2 separate regions of the Mus musculus genome follow, and region 1 is linked to region 2. The links are chromatin contacts, called in public Hi-C maps. All regions are on one chromosome and are shown on one strand. Each heading gives the region's core, a stretch centred on a gene start, on an enhancer-like site or on the middle of the called end of the contact. The rest is flanking DNA. Distances are from core to core; before and after follow the strand shown. Region 1 overlaps Pkig (protein kinase inhibitor, gamma). Region 2 holds the start of Gm35750 (a long non-coding RNA gene).

The links. A called contact is a pair of places that touch in the nucleus more often than the background predicts.
Region 1: a contact with region 2 is called in a Hi-C map of the G1E-ER4 cell line, with 3 times the contacts expected there. The contact joins two enhancer-like sites. A contact is called at or near these places in 2 of 484 Hi-C or Micro-C datasets (both in the G1E-ER4 cell line) and 1 of 115 datasets of contacts at active chromatin or transcription factors (heart atrium).

Annotation. Positions count from the first base shown.
Region 1 is chr2:163,694,805-163,699,491 of GRCm38.p6, forward strand. All of the region lies in intron 1 of Pkig (protein kinase inhibitor, gamma), which reads left to right. Among named protein-coding and RNA genes, the nearest start is that of Gm16316, 5.0 kb to the left of the region's middle. Within about 2 kb of position 3,432, at least 152 of the 459 cell types and tissues checked have an H3K27ac peak or open chromatin away from gene starts, as enhancers often do. A contact at or near this core is called in the G1E-ER4 cell line and heart atrium, where this site is marked.
Region 2 is chr2:163,356,082-163,361,050 of GRCm38.p6, forward strand. All of the region lies in intron 2 of Jph2 (junctophilin 2), which reads right to left. It overlaps Gm35750 (a long non-coding RNA gene), which reads left to right and starts at 253. Exons shown (of 2, transcript XR_375198.3): 1 at 253-643. Within about 2 kb of position 3,095, at least 6 of the 459 cell types and tissues checked have an H3K27ac peak or open chromatin away from gene starts, as enhancers often do. A contact at or near this core is called in the G1E-ER4 cell line and heart atrium, where this site is marked.

The DNA of each region.
Region 1 (4,687 bases), core at 2,182-4,681, 340 kb after region 2:
AGGGGGTGGTGGTGGGGGCTTGTTCCCTCTAGGTCCCTGTGCAGGGGGTAGGGGGGCTTGTTCCCTCTAGGTCCCTTTGGTGGATCTCAGCTGAGGTCCTCAGAATTGGTTTAGAGTTGGTGCTAGAGTTGGTTTATGGCATGCTGTGGCCCATCTCCACAGTTAGGTTGAATATACTTAATATATTTTAAATTATATATTATATAGTTTATGTGTATAAATGTTTATGTGTATAATGTGTGCCAGAAATGGGCACAGAATCCCCTGAAACTTGAGATACAGATAGGTTTGAGCCAAGCAGGTTAAATATATTTGAGAAGTTATAGCTAGGAGGGAAATGTTCCAGCCTTGGAAGGCAAAAAGCAGAGATGGAATAGGTGGAGCCCAGGTGGAGCACTTGCCACCGAATACATGGCCTTTCTGGTTTCTGTCTCCAGCATCACAAAACGATAAATTCACCATGTAGAAAAGTCACCCAAGGAAAGTATGTGGCCTTGGGCAGCATCTCATACACTTGGACCTGAGGTTTCTTTTTTTTTTTGGTTTTTCGAGACAGGGTTTCTCTGTGTAGCCCTGGCTGTCCTGGAACTCACTTTGTAGACCAGGCTGGTCTCGAACTCAGAAATCCGCCTGCTTCTGCCTCCCAAGTGCTGGGATTAAAGGCATGCGCCACCACACCTGGCCTCTGAGTTTTCTTATTTGTACCGAAATGAGGGAACAAGAGCAGACAAACTTGTGGATACTTCTTTTCTTTGAGGCTGACCATTACAGCCTTTGGGCAAAGTGCCCTAGGTTTTTAGTATTTCAACATGGCTAAAAACTAGCCAGGTGGGAAAATCAAGAGGACACTGGGCAAGAGGCATGGCTCCGTGGATAAAGTGCTTGCTTGTTTAAAAGCACAAAGACCTGAATTCAGATCCTAGCTTATATGAAAGTTGGGTGTAATGGTAAGTGCATTTGTAATGCCAGAGTTGGGGGCATGGAGACAGATTGCTCTCAAGAGCTCACCAACAAACAGCTTAGCCCACTTAACTCCAGGTTTAATGAAAGACCCTGCCTGGAAGAAGAAGAGTGGGATAGAGGAGGTCCTTGAGGCTGGCTTCTGGCTTGCATACTCATGCACACAGAGATACAGGCAGACGGATACAGTTCTGGCTTGCATACTCATGCACACAGAGATACAGGCAGACGGACACAGGTGAATGCCCCTCCTACACATGAACATGCATACACAACACATACACAGGCAGTATTAAGTTGCTTGTGAATTTTTACGGTTTTCTACAGATTTGGTGTGCCTGAAAGAGGGGAAAAGTTGGTGTCTACAAGCATTTGTATTTAAGAGGGGCTTAGAAAAAATGACTTTTAGTCAACACCCTGTCAGTGGTCAACCCTTTACCATAGTCGATGGTTACTGTGAATCCCCTGCCCATCTTTGCAGAGGGTAAATATTTCCATATTCTTCTGAACTCCTTCCTTAAGTCAGCTGAGCTCCTTGTACGTAATTATTGGCTAACTTCAATTCCTGTGTCTCCATTAGCCTGTCACTGTGATCTGCAATCTGTAGAAAGTCTGACACATAGGTGAAGGAGATAATTCTGTTTTCATTTAAATTTACTTTTACTAATGCAACTGTGTATGTGTGCCTGTATGACTCTGAGCCCCACGTACCCTTAGAGACCAGAGGGTGTTGATAGGATCCCCTGGGACCAGAGTTAGAGGTGTTTCTGAGTAGTTACCTGATGTGGGCACTGGGAATCAAATCTGGTCCTATGGAAGAGGGGACCATGCTCTTAACTGCAGAGCTGTTTCTCCAGCCTGAACAATTCCACTTCCACTTAAAACCTACCACTCTAGTTTTTAGTTTGTCAGGAGAGATGAGCGGAGGAAGGGGGAAGTGCCCCTGTACTTGCCTATGTGCCCTTTCTCTTAACCTAGTGTCCTGGCCACCACTGCACAGAAAAGGGACGTCCACAGCTAGGATGGAGACAAAAGCCAAAGTCAGCTGTGTTCCAGGTCTTGTTAAGTCTTTGTCTTTAAGGCCACCAGAGCCCCTAATCCTCAGGAGGATGTATTGTTTGGAAACTCTTTGAAGTAAGGTCAGGGTTAGAGGGAGTTCTCAGAGGCCCTTGGCATATCTTAAAGCTGCAGACTTCCCCAGTGGCTGTGTAAGGTGAACCTGTAGCTACCCTGTAGCAAGGACAGTGGGAGGCCTAGATATTTTTCTGTGCCTCCCCCCCCCCCCCAGCCTGGTCCCAAGCATTGGTGACTCTGGACAGAAGCCATCCTTCTTTCTAAGGTGGTAATGAGGCCATGCTGCTCTGAAAGGGTGGAGTTTGGGCTGCCGGGTCCCTGCATGGAAACTGGGGTGGAAAGAGGTGGCATGTCTTCTTCATATGCAAGGTGAGGGTGGCTTTAGTTTCTTGTTTGTGCTACCATAGTGCCATTACAAGGCTTTCTTGACGTGTTCCACCCTGGAGGCGAGTTTACAGCATCTTAGGAATAGAGGTGGGCAAAGCTGGGACCACATTCAGATCAATCCCACAGGGTGTTGTGGGGGTAGATGAAATACAGTAAATTAGCACCTATATATTAGTACCAAACTCAGATGGGCATGGCAATTCACACCTGTAGTCCTAGCACTTGATGCTAAGGCAGGAGGATAGCCATGAGTTTCAGGCTATTCTGAACCACAAGCCTATATAGAATGAGTTCCAGGCCAACCTGGGCTGTGAAACCTTGTCACCCAAACAAACAAATAAACAACAAGATAAAAACAAAACACAACACTTGGGAGGCAGAGGCAGGCGAATTTCTGAGTTCGAGGCCAGCCTGGTCTACAGAGTGAGTTCCAGGGCTATACAGAGAAACCCTGTCTCAAAAAAACTAAAAAAAAAAAAACCCAAAAAACAAAAACCACAAGGCCATAAAGGTGGCTTAGAGGGTGAAAGAGCTTGCTGCACACATCTGTCCATCTGAGTTCAGGTCTCAGAATAATGAGGAAGGAGAGAACTGACACGGCAGGGTGTGCTTGTGTGCACACACACACCACCACCACCAGCAACAAGACAACAAAGTAAAATCAAACTGTATGCTCTGGACTGCTGCTGTACCACAGGAGGGAGAGTGCTGGTGTGTGCACTCACAGGGCAGTGTGTCTGTGAGGACCTCAGGAATGCCTCTTGGCTCTACAAGCCAGGCTTCAGGGCTGCTTTCTGTCACCCGGACCCCAAATGTTCAACTTGAAGTTAGCCATCAACACAGAGGCCGAAAGAAGTGGTGCTTCTCTCGCGGGGGGGGGGGGGCGGGGGGGGGCCGAGGGCCCTGGCCTGGCAGCTGCAGGGAGACGCTGCTGAGCACCCCCAGTCTCCTCAGCTGAGGGAGAGGCGCCAGAAGTGATTCCTACAGAGACAGAGGTGGGAACGCTTGGAAACAGTTATTACTCATGGCCCACAGCTGTGCTCACCATCGCCCGGAAATGCTTCAACACTGGCCTGGCTTCCTCTAAAAGGCATGGTTTCTCCGAGCGCTGCACTCAGCTCTGAAGTGCACATTAGAACTTAGCACTCTGTGGAGCCAACATTTCCCAGTGTAAGAGCTTTGTCGATATTCGAAAAAATGACTGCTTCCATTTGGCTCTTTGGACAGGATAAGGACCTTCAGAGCCCCAAAGAAAGGAAGTGTCTGGTAGTTCATGCACACTTATGTCCCAGGCTCTAGGTCAGCTCTGTGTACTTCAGAGATGCAGCCTCTACCATTTGGTAAATTTGTGCTCAGGGCTCCCCTGCTGTTGGGGAGTTTGAATCCACTGGCAAAGACCAAAGACTTAGACTCAATTCAAATTTAGATGAACTGAATTTATTCTTACTGCCAGCAGGATGGCAGCCTTAGAGCCAAAGGGTGCTAAAGGAAGGGTTCATAATGGTGGGCATCACAGTTACCTCCTGCTCATTGGAATCCACAGCTGGGCAAGAAAATTGCTTCATGGCCCTCAGTTCTTCTCAGCTCCATTGTACAGCAGTAAAGAGACCATTTCATCCTGCCCACAGCTAAGGTGGGTTTACAAAAGCCACAGCACGGAGTTAGTTCACAGCAGCAACACCATCTTCAGGCCCCTAGGATCTCTCATGCATCTCAGGACAAAAAGGTCAATGACTACTTAAGGGGTGCCCGGTACAGCCTTAAGTTCCTTAGCCACCATAGGGGAGTCATGTATACATTGTCATACAAACTAAACCACCCCGGGAAAATGGAAAGAAGTGACATTAATGACTGGGATGGAATGGTTTCTCCCTGGGCAAGCAATAACACAGTGCCATCAGGTCGGGCTGGCCGTCACATTCCCACAATATTAAGCACTAACGCAAGGACCATAGACACAGCTTTTGTTGTGTCCTATCCTCCACCCACTTTATTTCTGAGACAGGATCTTATCTAGTCCAGGCTGACTCACACTCACTAAATAGCTGAGGCTTGCCTTTACCATGCGTCTTTCCTCTGCCTCTGTCATGCTATAAATTAGAGGTGTATGATACCAGGCCTGGGTCAAAATTCCACATGATTTCTGGGTTGTTGGTGGTTGTTTTTTTGTTTGTTTGTATTGTTTGTTTTAAACAAAGCATTGATGTTTAAGCCAAGTTCATGTCAGGCAAACACTCCACAGTGGGGTACCTCCCAAGCCCTGTGA
Region 2 (4,969 bases), core at 1,845-4,344:
CATAACTCACTCAGTTAAGGTTGCCTCGGAGGCACAAGTCCTGAGCTAAATCCCCAGCACCCATGTAAAAACACCAGGCATGCATGGTAGCCCAAGTTCACCAAGCGACTGGGGCAGGTGAGCAGCTCACCAACCTGTCTCCACCTCTTCCTGGGCTCACAGCTAGACTTTCTCCCAGGGTCCCTTTCAGGCCACGTGACTATCTCTGACCAATAGAATGTAAGATAATCTAATTTCGTGCTTCCCAGCCTAGCCAATAGCATCCTTCCATGGGTATCCTGGGCTCTGTTTTCTCCCTTTACCAGCTAAAGAGAATGTGGCCTTAGAAGCCATATGCTAAAAATAGCAGAGCCACAAGGTAGATGGATTCTAGCCCCTGAATTCTCACGAACATGAGCAAGAAGTAAATAGAAAGAATCCTTTATCTGTACAAGCAAGGGGACGGAAAGGATGAAGTTGGAGTGGCCCTGCCCCTCCCTTCCACTCTTCTTCTAGTGCTCTGGCAGACCTCGGCCATGAGATGAACTGCCCAAAAGACAGGGTGAAAGGACAGCTGCTGTCTTCAGATAAGATTCTGGTGCACACCATTCGTCTGAATAGCCACCTCTTTTCCACAAGAATGCCGAATCGACAACTGTGAGCTGTACGTATACAGGCCTGAAAAGGCTGGGGATGCCTTTTGCTCCTTTGCCTCCGAATGACAGGTTGCTGGTGGACAGGTGCTTATAAATCTAGCTCTTACAGCACTGATGCCACGCCCCTTCCCACTTTGGTCTGTAGAGTAGAAGAGGGCCGGGAGAAATCTTCCAGGCCAGTGTTCCTTTTTACGTGTGTGTGTGTGTGTGTGTGTGTGTGTGTGTGTGTGTGTGTGTGTGTGGTGGCCCTGAGCCTGCAGCTAGGCCCGCAGTCCGTGAGCCCCCGTGGTCCCGCTGTTTCCTCTTGCCCACATGCTGCCAGGTTACAGTTGCTCATGAAGACCTGCACAGCTTTTTACTGAGTGCTGGGAATTCCAACCCAGGCCCTCATGCTTGTGTAGCAAGAACATTTACCCACTGAGCATCTCCCCGGCACCTCTGGATACTGATTCTGTCGGTCTTCTCGTGGGGCAAAAAACAATTGATGGTTCAAGGCTGGTCATTAAGCAGAATTATTAAAATTCCATTTCTTTCTTTTCTTCCTTTCTTTTCTTTTCTTTTCTTTCTTTCTTTCTGTTCTTTTTTGTTTGTTTTCTGTTTTCTGTTTTTGTTTTTTGTTTTGTTTTGGTTTGCTTTGTTTTAAACAGAGTCTCACGTGTCCCAGTGTCCCAGACGGCCTTTAAACTCACTATGTCCTGGGAAATGGCCTTGAACTCCTGATCCTTCCTCTTCTACCTCTCAGGCACTGGGATTATCCACATTTGCCACTATGCTTAGTTTAAAGTTCATTGCAATCAACATTTGCAAGTAAAAATGTGTGGACAAAAGAGTGTGCTGTGTGACAAGATAGCATGATCATCATTATATCTTCTTTTATTTTGAGAAGAAGGTTGCAAGGGTAGAGGGCAGATACAAAGGGATGGGGAGATGAGTGGGATGGGGGGGTGCATGATGCGAAATTCACAAAGAATCAATAAAAAGTTAAAAACAAAACAAAACAAAAGAATTCAATTGAGCCAGTCATGACGACTCACTAATCCCGACACTACAGACACTGATAAAAGTTCAAGGCCAGCCTGGACCACAAAGTAAGATGATGTCTCAAAACCAAAAGGAAGAACATCAATTCCATTTCAGTCATCCTGCTCACACCAATAAGAAAAGTCTCATCGCTAGTGTGCTCGCCCACTGTGTGTGTTGGGGGGAGGGTGCACACACCCACACACACTCACTGATTCTCTCTGACTGTGTGTGTGTTCACTTGCTCTGTTTCTCTCTCACTGTGTCTCTGTGTGTGTCTGTCTCTCTTCTCTCTCTTGCTCACTTTCTCTCCTTCTGTCTGTCTTATTATTGGGGATACAGCCTTCCTATTAACTCTTGGGTGCTCCCAGCAGGTGTTCTTTCCAAAAGCCCACACTTCACCTCTGAGCCACACCCCTAGCTCCCACAGTCCACATCTGAGCTATAGCCCTAACTTACAAAGAATGAAAAAAACCCAGAAGCCAACAGCCTCAAGACTGAACTTGGAGTAGAATATTGAAGGACAGCTTTGTGGCATCTTGCCTTGTATGATTTTTTTCCTTCCGGCTAACTTCTTTAATCTGCTCTTGCATTTTTACTTATGGTTTTATAAAACTCTTTGATCACAATTAATTTAGGTTTAAGAAACTTAAAATGCTTTTAAATTGTAAGAGACAAACCATCCCAATGGTAGGTGGCTATGCCAAGGTTAGGGGATGGTAACTCAGTGGCCAGCCTCTGGAAACCTTGCCTTAGCCCATAGTCACAGGGCTAGTCCCTAGGATTCTATCTGGGCTAAAGTCATGTTCCAGACAAGCCATGTTATAGCAGAGGATGCTCAAGGTTGGGATGTGGCAAAAGCCAAGCAAGGAAGTGGATCAACAATGTTGTCATTGATGTTTCTTTCCCATGGATGTGAACACAGCACCCAGAGCACAGACCTCTGAGAAGTCATATCCCACCAAGAGTTACAAAGTTACCCCAAGTATCTCTGCAAGCAGTGGCAGAGGCCTCCCAGCTAAACAGGAGTCGATGAAGATAAAACGAACCAGCCTACAGAGAACCCTGCATCCCCCAGCTGTGCTTAGAGGAGATTTGTTCTAGAAGTTTGCTGGCCTGAGGGGGAAGTGATGTGTGCAGAGCGTGACCTGACTCAGCATAGAAACACTCAAACAACACATTCTACAGCTGCCCGAGAAATTTAACAGTTGCCCAAGAAATAATGAGTTACATGGGAGTTTAAAATAATCCGAGAAAGGCCTTTATTCACAAAAACACAGAAAGGCCTCTAATATAGGCAGCTTATAGAAGAAAACCCCCAAATTTAAAACAGTTCATATGATAAGCAAATTTTGTGTAAGAAAGAGGAAATTATGGGGCTGGAGAAATGGCTCGGATCTTTCAGAGGATGGGAATTTGGTTTCCAGCACCCATATCAGGAGCTTCACCTACACCTGCCTGTAAGCAACTGTCTGTAACTCTAGGCCCAGGGGCTCAGAAGCCATCCATGGGCCTGATTCCCTTTTGTGGGCACCTGCATACATGTCACACACACACACACACACACACACACACACACACACACACACAAACAACAAAAAAGAAGCAGGAATATAAATACACACTTGTTTATAGCAGGTTGAACAGCACAAACTACCTCTGTGTTCCACCTTCCTCCGTGCAGAAAGGAACCCAGGGGAGAGACACAAACCAGAGTGGCCTGTGACACAATGCAGACATGGCCAGGAGACAAAGATAAGAAGAGATAAACTATACTTAGGATCGAATGAATGTCACACACACACACATTACTCACACAAATTCTGAGGGCCACTCAGTGCACTCAGTGTGGTTTCTGGTGTGTGTGTGTGTGTGTGTGTGTGTGTGTGTGTGTGTGTGTACCTGCTCCAATTGTCTCTTAAAAGGGCAACCGAGCTAGGGTGGAGGGCACCCAAGCCTCTAACAAATCTAACATCTGCCCTCGACCTGGGATCGGAGTACCATGCTCCCCATTCACCCCCTGACCAAACTCATGTAGGGTCACAGCAAGCTCTGGGTGGTTAGAAGTCACAGTTTAGATACTGGGTTGCTATGACCCTGTGCTAATTCCCCTTCCCAGATAGGATTGTGTGAAGCCGGGGAAGGGCACTTCAGCAGTTAGGTGAGAAGCCAGTGTGAGGGATAATGGTTTGCCTTTGGTGGCTTTGGAGATGGGACCCTATGCAGCACACCACATTTTCCTCAAGGTAGCAAGGGACAGGTTCTTTTTGGGGTGACTACTGGGGGTGTGGAGCTGGGGGTGGGGGTTGCACAGAGAGCTTACCCTGTGTTTGACTGTCTGGCTCAGCAGTCAGAACCACCAGGAGGAAGATAACGGTATATAATAATAAAATGACAGTTGGTGCTGGTGTGCCAGGCATGGCAGATAGAACTTTAGAAACACTTTACACAACTTATTTTAATGTGCTCGTACACTACCTTGGGCATGGGCAGTAAGCAGCAGATCCATTTCTACCACCTTCCACGGTTGGGGGAACCAAGGCTCTGGGAAAGATCGTGCCTGGGGGGCAAGTGTTACCCAACCCCAAAGCCTGTACTCCTGAGCATGAACGTACCTCTACACAAAAAGGTGGGAACGTGAGGGAACTTGAAGCTAGGGAGACTGAAGACACAGAAGTCATGAGTGCAGAAGATTGGAGACAGGTTATGTCTAGGTCTCTGCAGGGTCACTGGGCAGATGTTGGGACAGATGTTAGCAGCTCACCCATGTATCCTTTCTCCCCCACAAGCAGAAGCCCTGTTTACTCAGGGAAGTGTCGCATCTGTCTAAAAATCACCTTTGCATCTGGCTAAAAAACACAGACCCATGGGATGGGGTAAGCCCCAAGGTGGTGGGGGAGGGGGTGCTGCCTTTACAAAAAGAGCAGAAGTTATGGCATCTGACCTTCCTCCTCCTCTCAACTCTATTTAAATATGAAGATAAAAGCTACTCTCTAAAGAGAACAGGAGAAAAGACAATGAAATGGGCCATTAAGGGTGTACAAGAGTGGCCACAAGTCCCAGGGAAGGCACCACTGGCAGCCTCCAGGACCCACTGGGGCCCTCCAGATCTCAGGGGCAGAACCAGAACCTGTAGGAAGAAGCCACAGGAGGGAAGAAAGCCTCCTAGCCTAGAAGATCCCAAGGCCAAGGCATCCAAAGTTGGTCTCGGCCCGTGTCCAGCGGTGCTGCGCTCCCGTGCCTGCAGAGGCAGAGGCAGTGAGTGAACTTGGTAGAGGTGGAGGGAGGACATTCTGACTTTGACTGGGGCAGCA